Regions from separate parts of the Mus musculus genome. Here region 2 is linked to region 1. The links are chromatin contacts, called in public promoter capture Hi-C maps. All regions are on one chromosome and are shown on one strand. The core of a region is the stretch at or near the end of the contact, and the rest is flanking DNA. Distances in the headings are between cores, read along the strand shown. Region 1 holds the start of Med17 (mediator complex subunit 17). Region 2 holds the start of Zfp560 (zinc finger protein 560).

What was found. Promoter capture Hi-C pulls out the DNA fragments that hold promoters and counts their contacts.
Region 2: a promoter capture Hi-C map of pre-B cells shows a contact between it and region 1, with 2.8 times the contacts expected there. The contact joins the promoter of Zfp560 here to the promoter of Med17 in region 1. A contact is called at or near these places in 2 of 39 promoter capture datasets (cranial neural crest and pre-B cells) and 1 of 484 Hi-C or Micro-C datasets (pre-B cells).

Annotation. Positions count from the first base shown.
Region 1 is chr9:15,277,482-15,283,172 of GRCm38.p6, reverse strand. It overlaps Med17 (mediator complex subunit 17), which reads left to right and starts at 3,267. Exons shown (of 12, transcript NM_144933.2): 1 at 3,267-3,623; 2 at 5,450-5,616. The coding sequence starts at 3,380.
Region 2 is chr9:20,382,039-20,387,729 of GRCm38.p6, reverse strand. Zfp560 (zinc finger protein 560) reads left to right here and starts at 2,572. Exons shown (of 7, transcript NM_001004190.3): 1 at 2,572-2,713.

The sequences.
Region 1 (5,691 bases), core at 2,018-4,517:
CAGCTGATCAGCTGATAGTTTCTTTGAATATCTTACTTCAACAAAAACAATATTACTGGGCTGGAAAGACTGCTTAGCGGTTAAGAGCACTGACTGCTCTTTCAGAGGTCCTGAGTTCAATTCCCAGCAACCACATGGTGGTTCATAACCATCTGTAATGGGATCTGATACCCTCTTCTGGTGTGTCTGAAGACAGCTACAGTGTACTCAAATACACACACACACACACATATATATATCTTTAAAAAACAATATTACTATTTTTTATATGTGTATGTGTAGCCATCCAGCAACCATGGGCAAACTGGGTTTACCTGAAAGGGGGGCCTGGAAATAAGGTAAGAGGGCGAGAGAAGGATGAAGCCAATACAAAGGTTCTGATCAAGGTTCAAAGTTTAACAATAAGCTTTGCATGTATAAAGGAAAAAAACACAAAATCCCCTTCTTCAGATGGAGTATGTTGTAGCAGCAAGGTCAACGCAAACAGCCAAAACATCAAAGTTCCCATGGGAACCTGCAACTGCAGCCAAAACAGATGTCTCTGTCCAGGTTGATAAGGCTTGTCATGGCAGATGTTCAAGGCTGGGAAAGGCCATATGTGTGTACGTGCTACATGCTTGCATGTCCACAGCATGAGTGCACATGCACATGGAAGCCAGAGGTTCTGCTCAGTATCTGATTTCCCTCCACCTTAAACACTGAGCTTTGCTGACTCAGGGAGGCTAGTCAGTCAGTGTGGTCCTGTCTTTACCTCCTTGAGCACTGGGAATGCATATGAGCTGCCACTCCAACCTTCACCCTTGTGCAACAAGGGCTTGATCCACTTGTCACCCCAGCTTAGAACTAGTATTCTCTCCTCTCACTTACCCTGCGCTCTGGAGCTGAGAGAGGTATTAATTCACCATTGGAGCACAGTGCCAAAATAAGCACACAGTAAATATTTTTGGGTGGGTGATCATGTTAGATATGTCACTAGTTTCTGGGATATGTTTAGTTGAAGAAACCAAACAAATATTATATGAAGAGAAATACAGCAGGGGTGGAACATAAACAGAATTCTCTTTCCATGTGGAGTCCCACACTGACAGGATGGACTCACTTCCTTGTTTGATTCAAATATCAAGACTAATGAAATCACATACCTACAAGGTGCTAATCATGATGTAAGGAAGGTTTCTAGAGAGATCAGGAGAGCTACTAGGCCTGTCTGAAAAAAATGGCCTGACAAAATAAGGAGAGACTGGCTTTACTAGTTCCTGCACGAGCTTTGAATTTCCCCCAGACATCAATGGAGCATTCGAGTGCTCTTGATTTATCAAATGTAGGATTAAAGGCCGCCTGCAGTCAAGCATCAGAAGTAGACTCAGGAGTTGGGAAGATGGCTCTGCAGTGCTTGCAGGTCTTCCAGAGGACCCAAGTCTATTCCCTGCCTCCCACATCAGGCAGCTCCCAACTGACTGTAACTACAGCGCCAGCAATTCCATGGCACCTACACGTGCATGGGAAGAACAGACACACGGAGACACACGTTTACCTGCAGACATTGGACTGCCAAGTGAAAGAATTGGTACTCTTCAGTGTTCAACTGGCTAAGTGCTCTCTGCTCTGCCCTGATGGAAACCCTGGGTAGGCAAGCTTGTTCTCCTCCGTGTCAGACAGCAATGAGTGGTGACAGTGTTGGGGGGCAGGGTGAGAGGTGCACTGTAGAGAAGTGTTTGAGAGCCAGGGCACCTGGTGGGCTGTTCCGACTCTAAACACTGGGCCCAACTAGGGTCACCCAGGAAGCATCTCCTCCAGGAGATGGAATCTCCAAAGCTTTAGTGGCTGCACCAGCACTACCAGCGGGATACAGGCCTGTGGACATTGTCAATAGTAAGTCAGAGGCTTCTGCAGGCTATAGATTCTTCAGCTGTCAGACAGCTATGCTAACGCCTCCATCTACACTTCATTGTGGGAAGCCAGGGCCCAAGGACTTGACAAATGATTTCTAGACAAGGCAAGGTTGTTCAGGAGCCCAAGATTAGACTCAAAGTGGTATCAAAGGCCAGCCTAGTCTACAGAGTGAGTTCCAAGACAGCCAGGGCTACACAGAGAAACTCTTAAAACAAACAAACAGAAAACGAAATGGCTGGACAGAAGTATAGGGGTTAGTACCTATCAAGCTGTGGGGCACTGTTGCCAACCAGCTAATGTTCCTTGCTTTTTCTGGTGCAGCCTGCAGGCTGAAAGTAAGAAAGGCCACTCAGTGAAAGACATTGCTGGACATGACATCCTAACACCATGAGGAAAGGAGAGTGCCTCTTGGTGGACCACCTGAGGAGTAGCCTGCTCATACAACCCAAGACGGGGTATTTGGGCCAATCACAGCCATTTGTTTGGCTAAACACCGGTGTCTTTTGTTTATATGTGTACATGTCTGTGAATGTGTGAGTGTATGCGTGTAAGGGTGGCTGCATGTCTGGAGAGATAGCATAGTCCTCCATTTATCATTAAGCCACCAGTCACAGGTCTGCACAAAGCCCTGGCCCAAGCTGTGCTTACTGGGCCAGGACAATCAGTTGCAATCTTTCGTGTAGGCATATCTGAGTGTTCTTGGAGTGTTTAAGACAGCTGGTGCAGTTTGGATGGTAGTCCTGCTAGCTGTTTGACTCGGTCTTCTTTGCTGGAGGCAGCTCCATCAACAGAGAGACTCAAACAGCTGCGAATTATAGTTAACTACCGTCGACAGTCTTTGTGAGTGCTTACATAAATGTAAAGCCCTTACGTACGTCTTCATCGTTAACTTCACGAATGTAAAGTCACCTAGGGGAAACACCTCTGGGAGTATGTTCCCAGAGAGGTTTAACTAGGAAGTGAAAACCTACCCGGAAAGTGAGTGGACTCATCCCACGGACGGGCTCCCAGACCGAATCAGCGGGAGTGCTGGTGTGTGTGCTGCGTGTCTCAAAAATCAAATAACTAACCAACTAACAAAAAAGCTGCGTGTCTCAATAACTAATCAACAAATTAATCAGGCCAGCAAGAAAGCTATTTCAAAAACCAAGCAACCAATTAAACAAACAAACAAACAAACAAACAAACTACAACGCCCAGCGTATCTACATAAACCCAGCCCACTCCACTTGCACTGCAGCGGCTGAGCCCGGTCAGCCGGAAGTTCCTGGCTCTCACGTGCAACCTACAGGAAATGTCCGGGCAGCTGGCCCTTCGCGCATGCTCATAGTGTTCCGCGAGACGCTGCGCGGAGGATTGTGGGGCAGCAGTGGGTAGTTTGCTTCCTCCCGGCCGCCGCGTCGGGCTTGCGGGAAGCTTGTTCCAGCCTTCCGTGTCGGTGCTGTACTCTGAGTCTCCGGCGAGTCGCCCTCAGGCCGCCGCCAGCATGTCGGGCGTGCGAGCCGTGCGCATCAGCATCGAGTCGGCCTGCGAGAAGCAGGTGCAGGAGGTGGGCCTTGATGGCACCGAGACGTACCTGCAGCCGCTGTCCATGTCGCAGAACCTGGCGCGCCTGGCACAGCGCATCGACTTCAGCCAGGGCTCTGGCTCTGAGGAGGAGGAGGCGGCAGGGCCTGACGGCGATGCGCCGGACTGGGGGGGCGCGGGAGCCGACCAGGACGACGAGGAGGGTGAGGCTTCGCCCTCGTTGCTGGTTCTATCCCAGGGTCTCCCCTAGGGTAAACTGTGTTTTGTGGTGGGTGGCCTTGAGAAGTATTGACAGCAGTGGGAAGGCCGACCCGGTCGGGACTCGGGGTCCTGTTCAGGCCAGGAGAAGAGGCATTCGCTTTTTTTTTTTTTTTTTTTTTTTTTTTTAATAAAGAACAGCTGAAAGCTTTTGGGGGTGATTTTAGGTGGAAACAGGTGATACTTAAAATGACCACTGAAACTTTGAGGTGAATGAATTACAAGAAAACAAAACTGAAGAGGGGGAGTTTGGAGAAGCAACCAGACTAGACTTTGGATTCTCCTTATTATCAAAAAAAACCAAAATTTGAAACCACAGTTTTCGATTTAGTGATGTGACAGAATCGGTTTAAGTGAGGATGTTCGTGTTTAGTGTGGTAATTCGCCAGGCAGAGGCAGTCAGATTAATGAAAAACATGAGCAAATAGACACCATCTCAATAAATAAAGAAAAATTTAAATGTAGTTTTCATAAATTTGACAGAAAGTTAAAACACCTGGGACTGAAGAGATGGCCCAGCAGTTAAGAGTACTGATTGCTCTTCCAGAGGTCCTGAGTTGAATTTCCAGCAACCACATGGTGGTTCACAACCATCTGTAATGGAATCCGATGCCCCCTTCTTTCTGGTGTGTCTGAAGACAGCGTCATTGTACTTACATCCATTAAATAAATAAATAAATCTTTTTTTTTTTTTTTTTTTTTAAATCTTAAACAAGCCCAACATTGTCATTATCCAGTGTTGGAAAGGCATGCCAGCTCAGTAGTTTTAAATGCAAAATTCTAAATGTGTATCACATTTGATCCATGAAATCCCCCACCCACAGAAAGAACTATAGAGCACAGGTATGTATTAAGATCCAGTACTGATGTCATTAGGAACATTTGACCTGTCTATTAAGGGACAGGCTTAAATGGCATGCCTCCTGGCTTCCAAATATCTTGTGGTGTGTGAAAGAGTGACTAGTTCCTGTATGCTGGGTTGAGATATGTCTCAGGAGGGAGGAGAGTTAGGCCTAAGATTAAAAGAAAACTTTTGACTTTCACTCCCTGATCCTTTATCATGAACTCCTTAGAGTGAGCATTTATTAAAAATTGATTAAAAGAAGCCGGGCACTCGGGAGGCAGAGAGACAGGCCGATTTCTGAGGTCAAGGCCAGCCTGGTCTACAAAGTGAGTTCCGGGACAGCCAGGGCTACACAGAGAAACAAAAACAAAAACGAAACAAAAAAATTGGTTAAAAGAAAGGTATAGCTGAGCAGTGTTGGCTCATGCCTTTAATCCCAAAACCCTGTCTCAGGGGTGGGGGGGTGGGGTGGGGGGAAGGTCTATTCGTGCAGCCAATGGTAATGCTGGTGTTGTAGGCCATTTGGGGCTTTGCCTGTTGTTTTATAGTTCAGGAATGTTGGAAGTTCAAGTTCTAAATGTTGGAAGGAAACAGGTTATTTTAAAGGCTTTTGTGGGGATGGGGGATATAGTTTAGTGCTTATCTGGGATGAATGAAGCCCTAGGTTTAGAAAGATTCGAGTGCCTACTTGAGATATGATGACAGCTTTGGCCTGTGGAAATTAGACTGGCATTTGTTTTGCCATAAGAGGAGTCTTAAGTGTTAACAGTTGAAGAAAGCGTATGAGAAGGAAGTAAAGGAGAGGTGGTTTGGAGGAGAGCTCATTTCTCCTTTTCACGCTTTTAAACCTCTAAAAGAGCCACCTTCTGTTCTGTAGTCAGTGTAACCAGTACACATGTGTTTCTGCTTTTCTTTTCTGTTTTTCAGGGTTGGTAAAATTCCAACCTTCTTTGTGGCCTTGGGACTCTGTGAGGAACAATTTGCGAAGTGCCCTTACAGAGATGTGTGTTCTCTATGATGTCCTCAGTATTGTCAGGGACAAAAAGTTCATGACTCTGGACCCCGTCTCTCAGGATGCTCTTCCTCCCAAACAGGTACATGTGCCTTTTAACTGAACATCTTTTCTTTAAGTCCCAGGACCAGTATTTGGTTGTATGCATCTTGTTCCC
Region 2 (5,691 bases), core at 1,323-3,822, 5.1 Mb before region 1:
TGAACAAATGAGTTTTATTTGGGTCATTTACAAGAACATTGGTGAAGTGTTACTTATAGGAGTGGAAATAACTCCAAGATAGCTATCCCACCAAAGCCCACCCCAACATGGATGATGGCTCACAAATGCTGGGAACCTGGGGCATACTGCACAGCCTGCAGGCTGAGTAACAGGCTAAAGAATGTCCCTTCTAGGTAGGGTATCATAAGTCTCTTCTAGGCAGCATGGTTAATCTCTGTTTCTTCCAGGCTGCTCACCTGGCATGAGCCTCTTCTAGGCAGCCCAGCTTGAGATTATCTCTTAGTAGTCCTTACTGCTAATACACACTTGGAAAAGAAGGGACCTAGTGAATCTGATCTATTTCAGGAACTTCCTGATGCCCCTGAGTTGTTTACTTCCTGAGCTTAAGGAACTTCCCTGCAGGACAGAATATTTCACCTCTTAGTAAATAACCTGTGACTTAAAGAACTTTTCCTGTAGGACATCCTGTGTCTTTCCAGTTGATGTGCCCAGCCATTGCTCTTAGGAGCTCATGGGTGTTTTGGTCATGTCTAGAACACAGTGTTCACAATACTCCTTTCCATCCTCCAGTTTATATTCATTTAACCCTTGTTTCCTCGATGTTTCATGGGCCTTGGAAAGAAGGATACTGATTTCCTATTTAAGGCCGAGAACTGAAGAGTCGCTTATTCTTAGCACTTTGATCTATTATAAGTCTCTGCATTACCCACTGCCCACTGGGGGTGGTGAGTGAAAGGCCAGGGTTGAGAGGAGCATCAATATATGGGTACAAACATTTAGAAAGAAAAATTAACAAACAACAACATTTAGCAAAGCCAAAGTAGTAAGACACTCCCCTTCCCCAGAGTCTACAGTTTATTCTGAGTCTATTAGCAGGAACAAGAAGATAAACCTACTTTTTCAGGCTTTTCCTACTCATGTCCCCCCAAATTTTCATCTTTCTATTCTGCTTTAGTAAAGATCTAGGAACATACAGTCACTAGAAGAATGTAGTGACAGGAGAGACTGTAAGAGTTACAGTAATATTAAACATATAAAAGCCAGTTGGCAGAAAAAGACTTCCTCATGGAAGTCTTTTTATATAACATGTACAACATATATGAAGCATGCTCAAAAGAAGCCCTCACATACTTAGGAGTGGCAGGTACTATATAAATGTCATGATAAGGGTCATAAGGAACAGATTTCATTTTCTAGGCTCTTTGCTCTCTAGACCACTCCCATTCTCAAGAGTGCTCCTCACCCCCTTTAAGCCCTTTCCTTCCTTTCTTTCTCTTGTGTGTGACCCTATATTCCTGACTAGTTTGAAACTATTTATGTAGACTTGACTGGACTCAACTCACACTGTTTCCGACTCTTGCAAACTCTGAATTTAAAAAAGTGTGGGTCTCAAAAGAGTCCGGTCCCCAATGAAGGAGCTAGAGAAAGGACCCAAGGAGATGAAGGGGTTTCCAGCCCTATAGGAGGAATAACAATATGAACTAACCAGTACCCCCAGAGCTCCCAGGGACTAAACCACCAACCAAAGAGTACCCATGGTGGAACTCATGGCTCCAGCTGCATATGTAGCAGAGGATGGCCTAGTTGGTCAGCAATAGGAGGAGAGGCCCTTTGTCCTGTGAAGGTTCTATGCCCCAGTTTAGGGAATGCCAGGGCCAGGAAGCAGGTGTGGGTGGGTTGGTGAGCAGGGGGAGGGGAGAAAGGATAGGGGGTTTTCGGAGGGGAAAGCAAGAAAGGGGACATTTGAAATGTAAATAAAGTAAATATCTAATAAAAAAAGTGTGGGTCACTATGCCTGGTCCCAATTTTCTTTTAGTTATTATTTTGTATAATGTGGTTAAGAGTGCAGGTGCACGTGTGCCGGCCTGAGGACAACTTGTGGAAGTTCGGCTCGCTCATCGGGTCTTGAACTGAGGTTATCATCAGGCTTGGAGGCAAGCTTCTTTACTCTGTGAGCCATCTCATCCACCCTACTTTCCTTTTCGTAATAAACTGTCTTTACTTCGAAAGGCGTGTTTCTCGTCTAATTCTGTGACTAGAGACACAAGTACCTGGATACTTAAGTGGGTGCATTAAGGCTCACAAACCTAACAGGAGCAACACTGGGTGACGTGTGCGCTTTGACAGGTCTGTCCTGTGTCCACACGGGCACAACTCCAGTCGTTGGTCTGGTTGTCAGGCCAGCAGTCTCTAAATCGAGTTGGGGTAAAGCCACTCTTGGGGCAGGAATCGGTAACTGCCCTGCCTGAAGGGGCGTAAACTCAGGGTAAACTGAAGCGCCCGAAGCCGGAGGACACTTAAGTCGAAGAAAACAGCAGTGACATCAGCCGCCCTCCGCAGTCTCTTACGCTCCAGCCCTTGGTTGCAGAGTTCTTTTTCCATCTCTGTGGTCGTCAACTTGTATGAGACGCTGGCGACACTAAATAAATTCTTGCTCTGAACGTCTTCCAAACAGCCCGCGCAGTGGTCGGAACTGGTCCTGCAGCCCCAGGCCGGGAGCGGAAGTGCCGTTGGCGGTGTTACCTTCCGACTCTTCCGGCGCGAGCTCTAGGGTGTGAAGCTCCTTTGTTCCTCAGAGGCGGGGTCCGCCCCTCGGCGGCTGCACTTCCTCGGGCTGTGCGGGCCAGCGCGGCCGGAACCTCCGCTGCGCGCTTGGTTCTCTGTCTTTATTTTCAGGAATTGGCGAGTTCAGGTGAGTGCGAGGTGAAAGCTGTTGAGAGGGCTTTGCCACCTTGTATTTACAAACGCGTGTGTCGTCAGAAATACGGCATCCTCTTCGCACGTCCCTTATTTGTTTCCAACACTTAGTTACATTTGGGTAGAAAGCCATCTCTTTAGTTGTCGGTGTGCTTGTAAACGCGTGTGTACTGGAAAAACAAAAAACAACAAACAAAACCTTAAACCAGTATTCACTCATTGTAGCGGAATTTCTTAGGCCCTACCTACAGGATTCAAAACAAGGACCTGTAGGAGGAATGGGTGGAGACTATTGAAGTATTCGGGTTGATTTATTTCTGCAAAAAATGTTTGGGTGAGTTGTGTTGATGGAAAAAAAAAATAGCTCTGGCCTTAAAGGAAATAAAAGTTGATCCTGAACCAAATAATGACAATGACCAGAAAAATATGTGTTTCCCCAAAATAACATGTTCCATTGTGGAAGTGGTTACATGACTTATTAGTGTTTTTATTTATTTATTTATGGGTGTTTTATTTGGTCATTTCTTGTATATGTGGATAGTTGGTTATGGCAAAGCGACAAAATTCAGCCTATATTCTTGGGCAGCTTGTAGCAATTGGAGAAGCTTAATATTTAATAAAGGAAATAAATATGAGACTGCAAATTGATGAAGACTCAAAGTTGAGGGCTATATTTTTCCTGTCTTTGTATGGTAATAGGTAAAATAAAGAAAAAAATGGCGATTTAATCCAAAAATACTAGATGTTGGAGTTAGTGATGCTGAAGGGAGTGGGAAATAGTCATCTCTCCCTCTTCCTAAAGTATTAGCGAGTGTTGGGACTGCCTTTTTCAGTGTGTCACCTGAGTCTCTTTGGAGATCATTGTTCTTGTTTGTTAGGATTGACAGAGGCAGTATGATAATGAAAGAGAGAGGAGACCTCAGCAGAAGGAGGTTGTCCTTTCCTGGGAAGGTGGAGAGTGTGTGTCGAGGGGCTTGGGGTTTGAGAGGGCAGAAAAGAGACTGGAAATTTCATCTGTATGTTTGTTCTTTGTAGTCTTAGGACGGAGACATGCCAGTAGTTGCTTTATCATATGTTGAGTGTTTTTGTAAGGTTTTCCCTGGCTCCTGACTGCAGATCATGTTCTCTTCAGTGTTGGCTTTCTAGTCAGTATGCTGAGTCAGGAGTTTCTCAGCCCCTCTGATGCCCTTTACTTTAGATTATTAACTCGCCAGTGTAATGTTACACTCGTGTTCCTGAAGAAGTTGGGTCTCGCCGCAGCGCTCTTGCTTGCAATGATAGTGCTTGATGACAGTTCTGTTAGGTCACCTGGAAAATGAGTACTATTTCACTTTGGAGGTGGAAGCAAACTCTGCTGAGAAGCTATTGAAGTAGACACTACAGAATTTATTGGAGTTCAGTAATTACCAGATGTCGAATGTATGGAATCAGTAATTTCACGAGTATTGCTTCTAGGGGGCTAGGTGGTGGTACCAGCAAATCAAGGTTATAGTAAGATGTTAATAGATGCCCTTTAATATTTGGATTTCAGCAAGCAAAGTTGGCCACAGATGGAGAAACAATAGAGATAGATAATCACCCTCCTAGAATTGTTTTTAATATAAAATTTAACCCTAAGCTCCCTATTTTTGTGTATTGTCTCTCTTAGTTGTTTTAACTAGGGATCTATGCGACCATTTTATCAAGCCAACAAGTAGGAATATCTTTGATTTTATTTTACTGTCTCCTATATTAGAAGGTTTAAGGCCAAAATGGAATGCTTTTCTACAGTAAACACTATGACTGTGAGAAATCTAAGCAAGGATAAAGTTCAAGTAAAGCCTGTGTATTGTTTTCTTCTGTATTTATTCATTAGCTTGAGATGTTTCAATTTAGTGGGATTCCCCAGGCATAGCTTTAATCTAAAAGCAAGATTGACTGAACTCATGCATTTTTAACTGATATGTTTTAGCAAGAGCTAAATCATAAAGATACATCCCTGTCCCCTTAATCTGAATCAAGTGGCGATGTATATGACCTGGCATATAAAAGTACCATTTGAGGATTTAAATGAAGAACTTGAAATTGAGAACACTGTTGCTCTCAGTTTGTGTATATTTCAACTCCCTTTAGGTTGATGGTGTCTGTGTAGAGTGGGGGCTTATATAGGCCATTTAAGAACTTGTCTTGTTAAATACCAAGAAGAAAGAATTGTTGGTACCTGGAGATACATGCCATTGCTATTTATTTATAATATTTACTAACTGATTTTATTTACTATTTTTCTTGATACTTAGGGATTGCATATTTTTGTGTATGATGCACTATTTGAGCAGCATTTGTACAAGTGTAATGACCAGATGAGGATAGTTGGCTTGTCTGCAGCCTCAAACATGTTTCTTTTGTGTTAGGAACATTAGAAATCTTTTTTGTCTTTATTTGTAAGGATTTTATTTGTTTTTATTTTTGCATATGAGTGTTTTGCCTACATGTATGTATGAGCATCACATATATTCATGCTTCATTCTTCTCATTCTTTTTCCTTCTTCCTTTTTATTCTTTTGCCTTCTCTTGACAGAGAGCCTGAACCCAGTCTTTTATATACTGAAGCTACATCATCAAAGCTTTGACCATTGTTAACTTTAAAAAAAAATACTTAAATTTACATAATTTTTATGAATCCTGAATAATTAGTCCAAGTCCACGCTTCCTTAAAACAGAAACTAAACACAAAGTAAAGGCATATTTCCTTATAGTTTTTACCCAGCCTGTTCTTCATGGGTAGCTGCACACAGCTCTTGGAGTTTCCTGGTACAGCAGACAGCAGTCATTAGTAACTACTTTCCTTTTAAAGTTTCTTTTTAAATGTTTCTTCTTTTTATTCGTTTTTAAAAAATTGGATATTTACTTACATTTCAAATGTTATCCCCTTTCCTGGTTTCCCCTCTGGGGAAAACCCCCTTTCCCATCTCCCCTTACCTTGCTTCTATGAGA